2 separate regions of the Ovis aries genome follow, and region 2 is linked to region 1. Evidence: chromatin contacts called from public Hi-C data. All regions are on one chromosome and are shown on one strand. Each heading gives the region's core, a stretch centred on a gene start, on an enhancer-like site or on the middle of the called end of the contact. The rest is flanking DNA. Distances are from core to core; before and after follow the strand shown. Region 1 has its middle 47 kb from the start of IYD. Region 2 overlaps PLEKHG1 (pleckstrin homology and RhoGEF domain containing G1).

Evidence for each region. Hi-C and Micro-C count contacts between places; a contact is called where the count stands out from the background.
Region 2: a contact with region 1 is called in a Hi-C map of hypothalamus, with 4 times the contacts expected there. The contact joins two enhancer-like sites. A contact is called at or near these places in 3 of 16 Hi-C or Micro-C datasets (hypothalamus, liver and tail adipose tissue).

Annotation. Positions count from the first base shown.
Region 1 is chr8:75,360,576-75,367,385 of ARS-UI_Ramb_v3.0, reverse strand. No RefSeq gene overlaps it. Among named protein-coding and RNA genes, the nearest start is that of IYD, 47 kb to the right of the region's middle. Within about 2 kb of position 1,360, at least 16 of the 54 cell types and tissues checked have an H3K27ac peak or open chromatin away from gene starts, as enhancers often do. A contact at or near this core is called in hypothalamus and liver, where this site is marked.
Region 2 is chr8:75,615,370-75,621,936 of ARS-UI_Ramb_v3.0, reverse strand. It overlaps PLEKHG1 (pleckstrin homology and RhoGEF domain containing G1), which reads right to left. Exons shown (of 17, transcript XM_042253622.2): 2 at 264-6,567. The coding sequence starts at 648. Among named protein-coding and RNA genes, the nearest start is that of TRNAW-CCA, 6.4 kb to the right of the region's middle. Within about 2 kb of position 1,351, at least 9 of the 54 cell types and tissues checked have an H3K27ac peak or open chromatin away from gene starts, as enhancers often do. A contact at or near this core is called in hypothalamus and liver, where this site is marked.

The DNA of each region.
Region 1 (6,810 bases), core at 111-2,610:
AGAGTTGGACACGACTGAAGCAACTTGGCACACACACACGCTTCTGTAGTGAACATTGGACTATTTTACATCAATATCCAAGTTCTCTTCTTCCAATTCCTGAAACTGGTTCTTATTGACGGAAGGTAAATGGAAGTGTTGCACATTACCTCCAGACCGAGGCAGTTAAATGAAACAGGATTTACCCATCCTCCTCTCCTGACTGCTGATCGAATGCAAAGCCCTGATAGAGGAAACCAAGGCACCAAAAATGGCAGAGCCACTAACTGAAAAAAGCCTGGATCCCTGAATGCCTGGAGCAGGGCTCCCTGCCTTTCTCCTGAGAGACCCATGTTAAGTTGTGAAGAAAGTGAGAAATAAACCTCTGCTTTGTTAAACCACTGAAACTTTCAGGTCTTTGTTCATGTGGCCAGCACTGCTTGCTATGACTCATGCAAAGTATAAATCTTACGTAAATCTTTGCCATCCTAGAATTGAACTTAATTTTTCCAAAACTGAATCCCTGCCTACTTTCTTTTGTATTTGTGCTTTCTCATAAGATATTTCATTTTTAAACTAATAACAACAACAAAGCCCCAGACTGTTCTGGATCTTTATAACGGGTTGGTGACAGCTGTTGAAGGCCTTTGGGGGGAAAAATGTTGCCTTCTGGGTTGTAGCTTATGAGGTACAAATGTATTATATGATGTTACAACATATGACATGACACCTGGATAAAAAAAAAGGAATGTAGGGATTAAAAATAAAAGTAAATAAAGGTTATTAAAAATGATATCCTGTATACAAATTGATCCAGTATATTCAAAAATTAAAATAACTTTACTTCTTTATGAATGTCAGAGGACCACAAGGTTCTTTTTATATCCCAAGGACTGAACCAATTAAAAAAAAAAAACAACCTTTAACCATATACTTCTGGAATTAAAGGTCAGCTCTGAAAACTTCAATAACAGACTTATAAATACGAACAGTTCCTAAAATGCTGTCTGCATAATCAAGGACTATTTCTCAATGCTGCTCTATAAAAAACTAGATCACACCCTTATTTTGTGACTTAGACTGTGAATTTTTGTCTTCTCCTTGTGTTAATGGAGCACCACGAGGAAACTGAGGAAAGCACGGTCAATGTGTCCCCTTTATTCCATCCATCTTTCACCCTCTTGGATCTACTGTCCCTTCACACCAGCCACTCCAGGAGCCACCAACACCCCAGGGGGCCTCTCCTTCCATCTCTTGGCTCAGCAGCAGGGCCCCAGCCAGGAGGTGGGCCTGCCAGCCCCCAGGCTGCCCTGCTTTCCACTTCCACACAGGGAGCCTTTCTGTGGCCACGTTTGTGGCTTGATGATGTCAGACTAGCTAAATCTCATTTCTCTCTTCCGGCCTCTAAGTCTCTTAGTTCCCTTTATTGGCTCTGGACTTGGTCCACAGGATGTCCTACCAAACTTTTCCTCTGGGGGCCTGTGTCTCGCTCTAGAGGGAGTGCTGGCTGGGGCGGGGCGGGGGAGGGGGGGTTAGACTGGGAGATGGCAAATCTCAGTGACCACAGGACAGGCTCGTAACATGGCTGGTCTTGCTGGTTCAGATTCAGGCTGGGAATATTTCCTCTTCCCCCCACTTCCTCTTTTTTCAAAAGGCAAAGACAAATAAAGCTGAATAAAGAGAGCTATCATTTGCTTTGTATCTTGGGACATTTCTCTAACGTCTTTCCAAAAGCTGAGCCCCTTACATGCAAAATAAAATGAATGATACAGAGTGAAGTAAGCCAGAAAGAAAAACACCAATACAGTATACTAACACATGTATATGGAATTTAGGAAGATGGCAATGACGACCCTGTATGCAAGACAGGGAAAGAGACACAGATGTGTATAACGGACTTTTGGACTCAGAGGGAGAGGGAGAGGGTGGGATGATTTGGGAGAATGACATTCTAACATGTATACTATCATGTGAATTGAATCGCCAGTCTATGTCTGACGCAGGATGCAGCATGCTTGGGGCTGGTGCATGGGGATGACCCAGAAAGATGTTATGGGGAGGGAGGTGGGAGGGGGGTTCATGTTTGGGAATGCATGTAAGAATTAAAGATTTTAAAATTTAAAAAATAAAAAACTAAAAAAATAAAAAAAAAAAAATAAAAATAAAATGAATGGCATCTTTAAGAGGGTTGGGGAATTGATGTACTATACAAGAAAATTTCCAGAACGTTCGAGAGTATGTTTTTCCTCTCCATCAGTATGTGTAAGAAAGAAAAGAGACCCAGACCACTGATGGAAGTGGATGAAAAATAAAGGAATCTGTGGCAAAGGAATAGTCAGAATACTTGAGCTGAAAACAAAGGAGAGTGATCGTTTTTACAACCTAGCCTTAGACACTGAACAGTTGATTCGGGTGACTAACTCTAGCACATCTGTATTTACATGATCTAGAAACGTAAATTACGAACACACAGGAAAATTCGGGGGTTGCCCGGGGAGAGAGAAAAGATAGTATCTGATTACATTGGTGTCTTTGTCCTTATCTATATGAAGTCCTGATCTAGCATGCGTGCGCCACCTGGTGGAGTCACAATACCTACCTTCACTTGGAAATGGATTCAATTCAGCAAGATGCTTTCAATTTCCCATCAACGGCAATGAAAGGGGATTGAAAAAGTATTTTTGTGGCAACCACATGTAGGGTATTTCCAAATTATGTAAGCCAATGATGAGTGAAAACTTACGAACTTCACACAAATGCCTGATTTCATCATCTAAAGGCATCCATTCAATGTCAAAGTGTGTATTGTGTCTGGACACCAAAGACACCCACCAGCTCTGCAGATAGTTCCTGCCTTCCAAAGCAGTTACAGACATCTCCCTTCTGTTTTCAAGGTACTAAGAGGTAGTGATAGTAGTACTAGTGGCAGCTAATAAAGAGAGAGAAGAATCCCTAAACTCAGTAGCCATCCTTCAAATAACCAACAGCTGATGTTTGCCATAAAGCAATAACATTGACCTGCCGAATCTCTTGCTCTGAAATTGTGGGGTGGGGGGCGGTTTTTGTAAATCTAGTTACTCTAAATGTGAAGACTTCCCACACCAACTCTGACTCTCTCTTTCTTTAAACCATTTTTTAAATTAAATTTTTATTGGCATATGGTTGCTTTACAATGCTATGTTACAAAGCTATGTTGCTTTTTACCATACAGCAAAGTGAATCAGTTATATGTGTATATATATCTCTTTTCTGGATTGCCTTTGATTTAGCTCACCACAGAGCACCAGATAGCATTCCCTGCGCTGTACAGTAGGTTCTCATTAGTTATTTTATACTTTTATACACACTAGCAAATATACGTCAATCCCAGTCTCCCAACTCATCCCACCCCCTACATTCTCCCTTGGTGTCCATTATTTTTTTCCTCTGTGTCTCTCCTTCTGCTTTGGAAATAGGATTTCTAGAGTCTGCATGTATGTATTAATATACGGTATTTGTTTTTCTCTTTCTGACTTACTTCATTCTGTATCTGATTCGTATTTACTTGGAGTCTCCTGTTCTCTCTGACTTGTGTTCTGAAGGTCATCAACATCCACCTAAAGTTGTCCCCAGCTCTCAAATTTCCCTACTTATGCGCAATTCTCCGATCAACCACTTACACTCTCAACTCTATCACCCACAAGGAAAGAGTCAGAAGGAACTCAGGGAAGAAAGAATAGAAAATATCCAGAGGTGTTTTTTTTTTTTTTTTTTTTTTTGTAAGTTGCTTTGAAATGACTGCACATTTTATATGGAATCTACAAAAACATAGAAATGTACAGAATGGTAAAATAGCTGACGTGAGAAGGAAGCAAGACCAAGGAAAACATCTCAGCAACTTTTGGAAACATTGGAAAAGTGGAAATGTGCCAACATTTTAAAACATGGATTTTTAAAACGAAAATAGAATATTTCAAATAGCTGTTGATGTTTGTTGATTTATTTACTGTTTTGTTGTTGTTGTTGAGACGTAATTCACATAACATAGAATTCACCATTTTAAAGTATATAGTTCAAAGTTTTATTTTTTACTCACAAAGTTGTGCAACTGTCACATCAAACCAATCTTAGAACATTTCCATTACTCCCCAGAAAAACCCCACACCCATACCTCACTCCCTGTCCCCTCTTCCCTTACCAGCCTCCGGCAACCAATAATCGACTTTTTATCTCTACAGATTTGCCTGTTCTATATACTCTGTGTAAATGGTAGCATATAGTAAGAGGTCTTTGGTGTTTAGCTTCTTGCGCTTAGCACGTTCAAAGTTCATCCATCTTGTAGCATTATAGGCCATTGTGTGAGTATATTGCACATCATTTTTCATACATTCAGTAGTTAATGGACATCTGGATTATTTCTACTGTTGGCTTTATTGTGAATAATGCTGCTATGAACATTCATACACAAGTTTTTATGTAAATATACATTTTCAATGCCCTTGAGTGTATGTTTATATATATGAGTGGGATTGATGGGTCACATGGTAATTGTATGTTTAACTCTTTGAAGAACTGCCAAGCTACTTTTCACTGTGGCTGCACCATTTTATAGTCCCAACAACAATGTATGAGTGTTCTAATTTCTCTGTATCCTCACTAAGACTAGTAATTTTCTGTTTAAAAATTACCATTATTATTATTTCCATCCTACTGGGTGTGAAGTGATCATTGATTTTTAAGAGTGAGTATTTCAGGTAATGCAATGGTAAGGAATCTGCCTGCCAATGCAGGAGGTGCAAGAGACATAGTTTCAATCTCTGGATCGGGAAGCTCCCTTAGAAAAGGAAATATATTCTCTAGTATTCTTGCCTGGAGAACTCCAAGGACAGAGGAGCCTGGCAGGCTACAGTCCATGGGGTCGCAGAGTCAGGCAATGTTAAGCGACTGAGCACACACTCAACACACATTAATGCAAATACAGACTAGAAAACAAAGGAGATGCTCTTGGGCATAGAAAAGAACTTTCAGATCAGTTCAGTTCAATCGCTCAGCCGTGTCTGACTCTTTGAGATCCCATGAACTGCAGCATGCCAGGCCTCCCTGTCCATCACCAACACCTGGAGTTCACCCAAACCCATGTCCATCAAGTCGGTGATGCCATCCAACCATCTCATCGTCTGTCATCCCCTTTTCCTCCTGCCCTCAATCTTTCCCAGCATCAGGGTCTTTTCAAATGAGTCAGCTCTTCGCATCAGGTGGCCAAAGTATTGGAGTTTCAGCTTCAACATCAGTCCTTCCAATGAATATCCAGGACTGATCTCCTTTAGGATGGGCTGGTTGGATCTCCCTGCAGTCCAAGGAACTCTCAAGAGTATTCTCCAACCCCACAGTTCAAACACATCAATTCTTCTGTGCTCAGCTTTCTTTATAGTCCAACTCGCACATCCATACATGACCACTGGAAAAACCATAGCCTTGACTAGATGGACCTTTGTTGGCAAAGTAATGTCTCTTCTTTTTAATGTGCTGTCTAGGTTGGTCATAACTTTCCTTCCAAGGAGTAAGCTTCTTTTAACTTCATGGCTGCAATCACCATCTACAGTGATTTTGGAGCCCAAAAAAATAAAGTCTGACACTGTTTCCACTCTTTTCCCATCTATTTGTTATGAAGTGATGGAGCCAGATGCCATGATCTTAGTTTTCTGAATGTTGAGCTTTAAGTAAACTTTTTCACTCTCCTCTTTCACTTTCATCAAGAGGCTCATTAGTTCTTCTTCACTTTCTGCCATAAGGGTGGTGTCATCTGCATATCTGAGGTGATTGATATTTCTCCTGGCAATCTTGATTCCAGCTGGTGCTTCTTCCAGTCCAGCGTTTCTCATGATGTACTCTGCATAGAAGTTAAATAAGCAGGGTGACAATGTACAGCCTTGACGTACTCCTTTTCCTATTTGGAACCAGTCTGTTGTTCCATGTCCAGTTCTAACTGTTGCTTCCTGACCTGCATACAGGTTTCTCAAGAGGCAGGTCAGGTGGTTTGGTATTCCCATTGAACTTTATGTTTATATATTAAGGTCAACTACATACTTGGCCCTCATCTAACCCAGACAAGAATAATTACCCAGCTTGTTTACCTAAGTATTCTGCTACCAGGGTGTTTATAGAATCACAGAGTCTTAGAGTGAAAACTGCCATAGAGAAGATTCCTCAACTTGTGCTACAGTTTCTAAATTGCAGAAATTTCTCTACAATTTATCTGATAGTTAATCATTTCATTCCACTCATGCAATGACAGGGAACTCTTTTCTTCACAAGACTTCCCATTTTATTTATAATTTCTAGAATAGCCTTCCTTACATTTAAAATGTAAATTTTAAATGCCTTGCCTTCTTATAACATCATGTAAATTTTGAGACCACATGAAAAATCTTGAATTCCATTAAGCCACCGGTCATGTCCTTGTCCTCAATATTTCTCTTCATCTAGCTGTCTTCAGAAGGTTACCCATCCTATAAAGTCATGGATTCCTCTCCTTCACCATCTCCGATGTCTTCCTCTAGATATTAAAATGGGTCTATATCCCTCTAAACATGAATCACTGGGGTGTGAGCCCAGCACGCTCTGGACAGTAGGGAATACAGTGAGAGTGTTATTTGGCTGTGACGCTGTGCTTCCTCTGATGATGTTGTGAGACTGCATGCCTTTCTGCAACTGTGTTATAATTGCAATTTGTTTGCTCAAATTGTGCTTGAGCCAATCAGCTAAAACCCACCAAACTTTTTCAAATGATATGCTCTCACTCCCCTGTTCTTGGGCAGTTGGTTTTCAAAGCTTGTAGGACTCTTATCCTTT
Region 2 (6,567 bases), core at 102-2,601, 250 kb before region 1:
CTTTTGAAGGAAAATAGGTGAGATGATGATCTTTCATTGTGCAACCACTGAAGGTCCCTGTGTCTTTGACTTGGAAAAGCAAAAATAAACCTTCCACCAGTGAGTTAGCCATAATTTATAATAACCTGAGAAGAGAAACAGACTAAAGATGTATCAATTCTCTTTGAAGGGGGGTGTGTGTGGGGAAGCTCCTAAGCTCATTATCACCTTCCTGAACCCTTTAAAAAGAAAACTAGGCAGTCATAGCAAAGCCACAAACCTACCTGGAGTCTGAATTTCATCTTGGCTCTGAGGGATAAGAAGCTTGGATTCTGCCCTTCGAGGAGAGCTTCGATTTCTCCACCCTCTGACCAGAGCCCCCACCATGGTTGTGGACAGCATGTCCGCAGGTGGCCGCGGCCCTGCCAGGTGCCCGGGACGGGATGGACAGCCCTGTCTGGCTGCCACCGTCGGGAGAACGCCGTCCACCTGTGATGGAGTTACACCCCAGACAGACAGGTCCGGGCAGTTCACCCGTCTTCGGCCTCCACCCACACACTCATCCTGTGTTGCGGATCCTCCTTCAGGAGGCCCAGGGAAAGTGGGAGATGAGACGAGCAAGGGCAGAAAACAGAATAAACAGAGATGGGCACTACGCAGACAGCCCATCCAGAGGAGAGGATGCTCGGTGTGACGGAAGCGCCGATCTCCTGCGGGGAAGTGCTTTGTTCTTTTGACTCTTCATTTTTCACTTAAAGAAATTAAGCCTACTTTTTCAACATCTAAAAATGACTGATTTAAATGTAGCCAAGATAAAGCATAATAGAAAAGATTATGAAAAAGAATATATATACATATATATAACTGAGTCACTCTGTTGGCACAGCAGAAGTGAACACAGCATTGTAAATCAGCTACACTTCCATAAAATTAAAACAAAATAAAACAAAAAACCGAAACCCACAGGCAAACAGACAAAAGGGACTAGTTGTGGGGTGGGGGCATGAACATGTCTATCTATTTTTCTTTTCCCAGCTTATTTTCTCCCCTAAATTGGAACAGCTTTTGGGCAATTGTTTTTCCAAAAGAGAACCAGTCGTCTAGATAAACAGAATTTGTTTACAAAATGTGAAAAGTATTTCTAATGTCTGAGTGTTCACGCCACAGAATTATATCAGCTTTTGAGGATGAGGAAAGTTGATTAAGGGAATTTAATAAAATTTCACAATTATGTAAATGGTCAATAACTTTAAAAAAGAAAAAAAAAAAAAAGAATAGATCCCGATGACCTAATTCTTTTCTATCTCCTGGTGAGCTAGTTGGAATTGCCTCAAACTGAGAAGGTGGGACTTGTGTGTTGGGCATAGAGTACACTGCTCACCTATGCCCCCTACTGGTCAAGATTCCAGGTGCACATTGGTTAGAGACCAATGCTTGCCTTAAACCTGGGGAGGGGCGGGGGTGTCAGGCAGTAGAAAATTCTAGAATCCCTTGGTACACTATATTCACTCAGCCTGAATTAACTGTAGGCAGGCTGGGTCTTTTGACATTATTTTCTGTCCTTATGACTGCTATGGATTACACAGATGGAGATGGAATGATCCATTCCCTGACTTTGCTCTATTTCTCCTCCCCAGCTACACCTTATCTGATAAGATCAAGGTTGTTTTTGCAGGAAGTAGGCAAATTCCCCAAATCCCTCCACAATCATCCCAATACTTAAAAAAAAAGCCTCCAGTGTACTAAAAAGCAGTAGCGCTTTGGGGATACATATTTTACGTATTCATTTAGCTGAACTTTCCCTCATTTGCTAATTATTTTGACTTTCCCAAACAGTAGAAAAACTATGGTATCATGGCAGATGGAGGGAATGTAGAAACGAAGGATAGGGATGTGAAATGGCCTGAGAGCAGGAAGCTGTCATCTCTGATCTCTGCTCGTGACCTCAGGAGGAGTTCAGACACACATCTGAGGCACGGGGTGGGGTCACTCTGGGGAGGCACAGTGGTTGCTGAGAGGGCCCAGTCCTGTGCCCTCCCCGCTTCCTCACTGGAGCAGGGGCTCCCTCTGCCCTGGACAGCTTCCTCCCCTCCGCCACCAGGGCCCCGCCGGGTTCTGCTGGGAGAGGCACTCAGGAAACACTACCTGCCCTTCAGGGAAAAGAGCAAAGAGGCCTTCAGCCGTCTCTCAGTTCCTGTGACCCCCAGAGTCCCAAAGACAGCTGAACCTGCCTTTTTCTGGGGACAGCCCCCTGGCAGTGGGATGACCTCAGGGAAGGACAGCAGGGAGCCAGGTGCTCAGGCCTGGGGTCTGGTCTTAGCCGAGAGACAGGGGTCTTGAGGATGGCCCAGTGTCACTCGGAATTCCTCAGGGGACAGAGTCAGGAGGCAGGAGCACAGAGTGTGTTTACTCTGGATCATCTCTTGGTGGAACGCTGTCCCAGTCGCAGGAGGCTGGGTGGGCTGGGAATGCAGGCTGGTAGGGATTCCAGGAACCCATCAGGATGAGCAGAAGCTGCCCGGCCTCATCCTCAGGGTGAGGTGGTAGAGATAACATTGATGCTGAAAGCAAGTGATCAGCTCTATGAAGGGCCACTAATGGCCCCGAACGGAGCTCTTCTCTGGGGCTCGATCATCAGTGCTGCCACGTATCTGAGATCCCTGCAGATAGCAGCCACCAGTCCCCAGCAGGCCAATCAGAAGTCCAGGGCGGGAGACACAGGGGCCAGGGTCGGAAGTACAGCAAACTGCTCCACCTCAGGCCCTGGTCCCTGCACAGCTGCTGTCAGTCCCTGAGGTGAGACGGGGACCTATGAGAAAGGCAGTACACGGAGCCAGTGGATACCTGAAATAACACTCCCCGTGTGCCAGCCCTGAGTCCTCCACGTTCAAGGCAGTATACAGCTCCTGTTCTCAGACAATCCTCACGCTCACAACCATAGCACTTGTCCCCCTCTGGGGCATCCATCTGTCCCACTCAGCCAGCTGCCTCAAATCCAGTGCGTATCAGAAACATTTTATAAAATACAGATTCCCAGGGCTCACCCTGAAATGACTGCTCTCCCAGGTCTAAAACTGCCCGGGAGCCTGCCTTTTCCCTAGCTCTCCCTGCCAGCCTGAAATGGATGAAGGAAGGTCCGAAGAAATAAACTTACTTGACCTAGCAGCCTGGATGGATTAAGGAAGGTCTGAAGAAATAAACTTACTTGAACATGGGCTGCTTCTTCTTTTTTTTTAAATTAATCAACTGATTTGCTTTGGCCACGTCCTGCAGCGTGTGGAATCCAGTTCCTCAACCAGGGATGAAACCCACGCCCTGGGTATTGGAAGCACAGAGTCCTACCCACTGGACTGCCAGGGAAGTCGTAAATGCAGGCTTCCTGACGTCTGGGACCTTCATTACCTTGGTGACAGCAGGGGAGCCAGGTGTGTTGCCAGCTCATAGTGTGCTCGATATGGTAAACCAACGCTCACCCCTCATCTGCACACACATCAGGCTGCCTGGCCCCCTCATCCTCCCGAGAAGCCCCCTTGCTGCTTCTGCTCCCAAGGCCACCCTGGCTGCAGCAGCCGTCCCATGACACTGCCTTGTCTTTTCTCCACCTCAGGGCCCCTCGGAATCCCCGCACTCCATGCCCAGAACACGATTGGCCCAGGCGGCAGCTTCCTATCCCATTCACTGTCCCCTCCCCCCCACAAAACCAAACAAAAAACCGGCTCCATCTTCACTTCAGATGTCTGAGGCCCCGGGTACCACTGTCAAAGGGTCTATGTGGACTCAAGCTTTCGACACAGCTCGGAACTCTCTGTCATCCTTAGTTTGCTGGTGGTAGCAGGTGGACGCTCAGTAGCCAAGGTTTTCCCCGACAGGAAGCTGAGCAATGACCAGGACGGCTGTGGGAAATGTGGTCAGGAAGAGGAAGAAGAGTAATGTCCTGCCTGTGGAGGGCAACCCCACCCTTCCCAGGTCCTACACATCCACTTCCTGAAAGAGACCCGCCAGAGGCCACCGTGCACCCGCCAGGAAGCGAAGGACAACGCGAGCCCATGAGGTCATCTCCCCCCATCAGACTTATTATAAGACACCCTCCCCCTCCACTCCTGAAAAGGGGCACACTGGGGAAGGAAACACACTTTTTCTTTAGACAGCAGATCTAGAAACCCAGAGTCATGCTGAAGGCTCCGGAGAAGCCAATATACGTCTCATGATAAACTTCAGTTCACGGATATTTGCTTCTAATTTCCTATGGTGTCCATGAGTTACCAACTATTTTCTAAATTTCAGAAACATCAGTACCATCCCCATCCGCCTTCTGAAGAGCGTGAGGGCCGAACAGGCCACATGCTTCTTCCTAAGGTCTCAGGACCTGGTTCTGGTCACACAGAGGGCTCTTGGCAACTGCTGATTGTGTAAAGGCATGACAAGCTGTGATGATACGGCTGTCAGCTACTAAAATGTGCACTGAGTGACCAGAACCAAGAATAGCTTCCATCTCTGTAGCAAATATATGTTGCTGTTCAGCTGCTAAGTCATGTCCGACTCTTTGCAAGCAAATATATTACCTCTCACTATTCTTTCAAGAGGAGCTGCTGGGCAGAGGGCTGGCTATGTGGAGAATTTCTTCCATTTGAGCGGGGCTCCAAGAGCTGCTGGTCTCTCTGACTCCTCACACACATTTCTCTTGGGGGCAGGAAGCAGGAATTAGATTTTAATTCTTTTGGCAGAGAGCTGCCTACCCACAGGTGGCACTGGTTTTGCTTTACTTGCAGGAAAGCTCCGCTTCTATGTGGGGAGGGTTGTCCCTGTTCAGCCCACTGGCGGGAAGGCTTTTGATGCTGAGTTCAGTATCGGGATGCTCACCTGCTCAAAGGTGTAAGACACAATCTCCAACATTGGTTTTATCGGTAATAAAGGTGGAGGTTTAGACTCTATCTGCCTTGCTCCTTTGTTTCAAATTCCAAATTGGTTCAGAACTTGGATGGAAGGGGAAGGTCTTAATTGCCCTTTTTCCCCAAGTCCCAACATCTAGGGGGTTGGCTCTAGGACGTGGCATTTGGGAAACAAAATAACATCTGGAGATTGACGCTTCTGGCAGATGCTGTATGAAGTATGGGCCACTGGTGTTTACCTGCAATTTACGGCAAATTGTTTTGTGCCACTGTTAGCTCTTATGGGCATGCCATTGGCTTCTGGGTGATCTGGTGAGCAGATTTGAGCCTCATCTCATGGGCAATGTTCTATCCTCATTTCTTATCTCTAAGTGGTAACAACAAGCTAGGCTGAATGGGTCTGAACTGATGCTGTACTCAAATCCACCAAGCAATACAATATAAATCCCCTGTGCCATATATACAGTCTGCAGCATCATAGAGGTCACACACAGGGGAAAAATATTCAGCACATGTTGCTAATTATCAGCTGCTAATGCTGATAATCCTTCAAAAATGTATTTGTGAATTCACATAGAATTTAGATTCTCATATACACAAGCAAGTCTTGCTGTTTAGAGATGTTAATTAGCTGTCCAAGGCATCTCTTCTCTATCCGCCCTAAGAGTAGGAAGACTTGCTCAGACGTGCCCATCCAAGAAGCTGTTCCCTTGACTCTCCCTCTGTCCTCCTCCTTCAGCTATAGGTCTGTTCTCCTCAACAGTTAGGGTTAGTAAAAAATAAAATAAAATCACAAATGGGTTATCTGTGCTTCTCTTCATTTCTTCCCCAACTCAGTCCAATCGAATTTTCCCCTCACCCTCTCCAACCACCTGAACAGCTCTGTGTAGTATTATGCTTCTTAATCCCACTAGTATTTATTAGTCTCTTTCTCCTATAACTTGATGGCAACACCTGACACTTTTGGCCACTCCTTTCTTCTTGAAGCTCTGTATTCCCCTGGGGACCTCAATTTCTTATAATCCTGTTTTTCCTTCCACCTATACTGACAACCCTTCTCAGTTTCCTTTGCAGGACCATCCAATCACTGATTTTTACTTGTGGCCCAAACACCTGAGCAATAGACCAGTACATCTAAGTGACTATTTGATATCTGAGATTTGAAATTTCACAGTAAAGTGAATGTTACTCCCATTTGCAGGGATATACCAGCCAGAAATGCTGGAATCATCTTTTCCACTTTTACTCCAGAAAGTCAAACTATTACTACCTCCATTTTTCTTTTTTTTCTTAGAATTTGCCTGCAATGAAGGAGTCATAGGAAATGCAGGTTTGATCCCTGGGTTGGAAAGATCCCCTGGAGGAGGGCATGGAAACCCACTCCAATATTCTTGCCTGGAGAATCCCATGGACAGAGGAGCCTGGTGGGCTACAGTCCACAGGATTGCAAAGAGTCGATCACGAACAAAGCAACTGAGCACGCATGCACAACTCTCTCTCAAACAGCACTTACTTTCCGCTATCTTTAGCCTGCTCATCTATCATTTGTACTAACAGAATGTCCCTCATGGAGAGAGTAGGGCTGTTGCACTGCTGCTGCTGCTGCTAAGTCGCTTCAGTTGTGTCCGACTCTGTGCGACTCCATTGACGGCAGCCCACCAGGCTCCTCTATCCACAAGATTCTCCAGGCAAGACTACT